Regions from separate parts of the Zea mays genome. Here region 1 is linked to region 2. A link is a contact called in public Hi-C data. All regions are on one chromosome and are shown on one strand. The core of a region is the stretch at or near the end of the contact, and the rest is flanking DNA. Distances in the headings are between cores, read along the strand shown. Region 1 holds the start of LOC100279038 (Nucleobase-ascorbate transporter 3). Region 2 has its middle 3.8 kb from the start of LOC103640494.

Region 1 (2,700 bases), core at 159-2,658, 83 kb before region 2:
CGGAACCCAGCGGCGGCGGGGCGCAACAGGACAAGCAGGGGATTTTGTAGCCTTGCGGCCTGCGGGGGGGGGGGGGGGGGGGGGGATCAGGAGAAGATTGCGAATTCGAAAACACCTAGTAGGCTAGTACTACCACTTTACACCTGGTTTAATCGCCGGTTTCTTTTTAGCAGCCGTGTTGATTTGCTTCCTTCCTGGTTACTCTACTGGATCACAAGCGTCCAAAGCAGAAGCGAGGCACCGCTCTGGCCGTGTGCTCGGTCGACGGCTGGACGCTGAAGGGGAAGTGCTGGTGTTCCACTGCTGGGAGGCGAACAGCAAGCAGTACAGCAGCAGTGGTGCTGTTCTCGTTCTGTGCTGGAGTTGGATGGCTGGACTGGACCTGCTGGTTGATGGGGTGGATCTGGGCTGGGCAGGACGGCTGATGAGAGAGAGAGGGCTGGATGGACTGCATGCATTGACAGTTCTTGTTTTGGGGAAGGGAGTATTGAATGCAGCAGATTCCCAGGATGGTGAGTGAGGGTGTCTTGTAGCATTGATCGCTGTGTGGGCAGGGCAGCAGTGGTGACGGTGGGTCAGTTCCAGGCAGGCCGCTTCCTCCTCCCTCATGTCTCTCAGTCTCATCATCAGTAGGAGTACGTCCGAGAACGACCGACTTGTTTGAGATTGGTGTAGTACTAGTTCTTGTTTTCCTTTCCTTTTTTTCTCGTAGAACACAGTCCCTATATTATTTTTATAATATTTTTGTCTCTATAGATTATAGATACAAAAGTCCAAATAACTGGCTTTAATCAAGCGAACAACCCCGAGAACCTTCTGGTTCTTGAATCTTGACCTTCATTCACGGTTGTGCACCACGGGCATTCTTCGTTGGACGGCGTGTTTGGATCATCCAGACACAGGGATGGTATGTACAACCCTGATTTTTTAAGTATAAGATACAGTTAAAAAACTATATGATTCAACTCAGAGACTCTAAACCTAGATGCAGAAAATAATATATATAGAGAGTCGTGTAGAGACAATTCTTCGCGAAAAACTGGCTTCTTATATTTTTTAATTAGTCTCCTAGAGACCTTGAAAAGAACACATTTATTGTGTGATTGACGCCCTCTCATCAGTAGCTAGCAGTGGCAATCAAGGATGAACACCCCACGACCCTGTCCTGGGTGTCACTGCCCTACGGATCTCTTTGTTACAGCTTTTTCTGAACGGTGCTAGTGTCTGTAGCACTTTCGATCCGTGGGGTGGTCGTGCCAGGTCGGATGAGGTGTGAGTTTTTGGCCGCTTGCTAGCTAGCTCTGAGTGACCGTCGAAAGGTGTCTCCCTGTCCCTGCTCTGCTCTCACTACTTCAGGGTCCAGTCCACACAAAAGCATGTTCCTTCTTAATCTATTTCCAGCAAATTACCATATAAAAGGGTAACTAATATATGTACACTGTGCATTATATGATGCAAAACAGTATAAAATAATATTTTGTGTAAGGTGAATTGCTAGACACGACCTTATTAGACGGTGCGCATTCTCTTTCTTATGGTTTTGTTTTAACCATAAATAACATTCAATTTGTTCCGGAAAACTTCATATTCCTAACACGGTAATTTTGTTTATTAGAAAAAACAACAAAATGATTCACTTATTTTTTGGAAGTGGATTAATAGGTTTAGTAAGGATGTGTTTGGTTTGAGAGATGAGGTGGTACATCTTCTTCTCACTCCTTATTTTTTTATTTGGTTTGTGGAATAAAATAAGTTGATTCATCACCACCTCATTCCTCATAAGCTAATAATTAGTATATACATGAGGAATGGATTGATTCCACCAAAATTTATGAGATGAACTCATGATACATCATCTTATGAAGCATAGGGTGACTCTACCAACCAACCATAGCATAAGTAACACACCGTACACTACACGTCACGATAAAAATAAAGTAGAATTGGACGCCTACGATGTAATTTACTAGTAGTACATGTTTTCTGTATTGCCAATATGTCGGTGAGCGTTGACATATGAAAAGGGGGTGATAAAAGTGCCAACAACACGCATGACACGAAATTTGTAATAAGTCTCTCATGTCTCCCTTCTCGTTCCTTCATTCTCTGGATTATCTGGGGTATATACAACTCATAGCTCTCGGACCAATTTTCTAAATATAAGAGGCAACTAAGATATCGTATGATATAACTCTGAGTCTTTAAATTATAAATGTAGTTAAGAGATAATATGTATAGAGAGTTGTACAGAGACCAGCTCTTCGCATAGATCATGTCCCTTATACTTCTTTTAGTTAACCACTATAGGCCTCTCAAGAGACCCCATATTTAGACCTATTGAAATGTAAGGTCGGGTCAGATTAAGGTCGAATCATGGGTTGTTTAGCATGGCTCGTGTCTCGATTCGTGCCTAGTGTCGGGTCGAGTTGGTTGGTGCCTCTCTGTTGGACATGTCGGGTTGGGTCAGGTTTTTTGGCTTTAGGACTGATTTTTTCGATTTTTGGGTAAAAAAAGCATGGCATGTGCCCAGCCATAAATTATTGCAGGTCAAAAATTATGGCTCGTACTCGCCCATTGTATTGGTCATATCAGGGTTTTTTTGGCTTTAGGACAGATTTTTTGGGTTTTGGGTAAAAACTCATGGCCCGTGTCCTGCCATAAATTATTGCAGGTCAAAACCTATGGCTCATACTCTCTCGT
Region 2 (2,700 bases), core at 154-2,653:
AGATTTACATGCTATTTTTCTGATGTACAACTTATAACACACTATTCTACTTTCTTCGTTATAACCTGAATGTAGTATATAACTATCTCTCTCATATGATTTAAGGTAATATACAAATATATTACATATATAAATATATGAACTTAATTAGTTTTGTCTAAATTATAATTATTAAGATGGAATTCAATTCCAACGAAACAAACGGGGCCTTTGGGATTTTTGAGAAATTTCAACCAGAGATGCATTGATGTCAAGGAAGATTCAATTCAATTAAGAGGAGTATTATGAGTTGATACTTGTTTTTAACATACACCTCTTCAATCAATGGCCTCATGCATGCACGCATGCATACAAGGATGGATGCAAAGAAAAATTTAGGAGAAGCTAAACCAAACCGTAATCTCACTAAATCGCTTACAATAGACAAATGTAATAGTTTAAAGTAGTTTTATATTAAAACATCGATGAACAATGAATGTCATAAATGCAAGCGTGCAAGCGAGGTTCCTGGTTCGTTAGATTATGATGTAATTATATATCACATTTAACACTTAAACCTTTCCACCACGAGCTGTAGATTTATAGAAAACCACCTAACAAACCACAATCATACCTACAGTTAGATCATGATCTAACGGATTAAGAGACTCGCTTGCACATACGGTCTGATTGCATATTAGTTGTTGCCCTTAGAGGAAGCTTTTTTAAGAGGCTATGAATCACGAGCGGTAGGGGAGCTTGAGCCCCACTCTCCCCACGGGTTCATCCATCCCTTGTACATACGTGCATGCACGCATGCATACATTTAGAGGAAGAATCAGTATTAGACATGCTACCGAAAGAGACATGTGCTTTGGTAATTCAGTTAGCGCATGCAGTCGGATGAAGCTGCCGAGCAGAGCTCATAAAATTCGATCCGAGACGACGACGACGACAACAACAATAACGAACGAACAATCTAGCTAGCTAGCACTCTAGCAGTAGCACCTTGCATCTGCTGCCACGCAAGCAAGCTCGAAACGACATGGATCAAGCCGGAGAGCAGGCATGGCAAGCACAAGCACAAGCTAAGCCCAACGGGAGCGGGAAAGGAGGGTGGTCCAGCTCACAGCCTCACACACACACACGGATGACGACAAGGAGAAGGGGATCTCCAAATCTCACTCTGTGAGTAGTCTGACTGTCACTTGACATGACTGTCCAGACCATTCATTCATTCATTCATGGACTGTTAAGCTGTCGAGATCACAAAAAGTCGACCAGGGAGGACCACGAACGAGGAGTCCGATCGATCGACTGACTGACTGATTGAGCTGCCGCATGCCCAGCAGGCCGGCCCAGGCCCAGCTGCCAGGCCTGGATTAGATTGGACACGACACACGATCGACAAAAGTGCGTGGGGGCCGGGGATGGATGGACATGGACCCCGACCTATATGCATATATGCTTGCTGGATGCTAGCTGAATAGCATAGTACAAATGCTCATGGATTGGATCCACAGGTTCACAGATCTACTACTGGTAGGTATCATCTATACTACGTACGCATGCAGAGGCCGGGCTGGGCTGGGCTGTTTGTATCCGGCTGATTGGTTGCTCGGTTGGCCACATCCAGAACCGCCAGATGCATTGACCGTCGATGAGCACTTGATTGGTAAACTGCATGTCACGGTTCGAATTTGTATACGCGGGTGCAGCTCAGGATTAGGTCACCGTGCATTCGGCTGCATCAGCGGGAAAGTGAGATGCGCGCGTTCGAACCGATGCAGGCCCTCGTGAGCCAGGAGGCTAGGCTGCCGCCAACCAATCACGCGATATGTGTTGTGTGCAGCTGCAGCTGTTTGTTGCTCGTCGATCTCCAGTCAGAGAACACAAACAGGTACGGTACGGCGTAAAGAAAGAGGATGCAGAGAAACGGCATCATCATGGTACCCCCACAGATACTAAAATGATGCAGGGCGAGAGATTCCTGATGCAGCACAACGTAGGGTCGAGACTCGAGCGGAGTCAGCACCATGTGTCGAAAGCAAAGCAAAGCAAGGTTCATGGTCTGTGACAGGCTGAAAGCCTCTGCGCTGCCATGTGTACTTGCATGGTACGTGCGAAGACGAAAGCCTTGTTGCTGCATGTGGTTTGTTTATTACTGGCTACTGTGCGTTCATGAGACTCGCCATCTGCATAGTTTTGCCGGGGGGGGGGGGGGGGGGGGGGGGGGGGGGCGCTATCACCGCAATTAACTAACTACATATGAGTTATCGATCTTCTCCGTCAGATGATCCGGTCCTTCGAATCTATTGCCAAACCTAGATGCCGACATCGAACGGACAACAAGAAGAAAAAAAAAAATGACTGATTCTATATTCTTCAACTCCACTCCTGCTTACATTGTTTTCCTTTTTTTTCCCTCCTTCTGAAGCTTTAAATCATTCTGCAGAGTGAGCCCTGCTAACCGCTGTATCTCATGTTATATTCATGTTCTTTTATGTTATACAAAAGGATCGGTATTGTAAATATGTATATACTAATAATTTAAAAAACACTATAAAGGATATATATATATTGATATTTAGAGCCCTGAGGTTCCAATAGCTGGATGAAAGCTCTGACCCGATGCTACCATCCGGTTCAACCGCACCACCTCAAACGACACAGGTCTCGGGCGTCTATAAAAGCAGGCCAGACCCTAGGGATTAGGGTTTT

What was found. Hi-C and Micro-C count contacts between places; a contact is called where the count stands out from the background.
Region 1: a Hi-C map of seedling shows a contact between it and region 2, with 6 times the contacts expected there. The contact joins the promoter of LOC100279038 here to the enhancer-like site in region 2. A contact is called at or near these places in 4 of 25 Hi-C or Micro-C datasets (ear, leaf and seedling).

The regions. Positions count from the first base shown.
Region 1 is chr1:166,457,481-166,460,180 of Zm-B73-REFERENCE-NAM-5.0, reverse strand. It overlaps LOC100279038 (Nucleobase-ascorbate transporter 3), which reads right to left and starts at 1,408. Exons shown (of 15, transcript XM_008663185.4): 1 at 142-1,408; 2 at 1-59.
Region 2 is chr1:166,374,169-166,376,868 of Zm-B73-REFERENCE-NAM-5.0, reverse strand. No RefSeq gene overlaps it. Among protein-coding and RNA genes, the nearest start is that of LOC103640494, 3.8 kb to the right of the region's middle. Within about 2 kb of position 1,403, at least 16 of the 20 cell types and tissues checked have an H3K27ac peak or open chromatin away from gene starts, as enhancers often do. A contact at or near this core is called in ear, leaf and seedling, where this site is marked.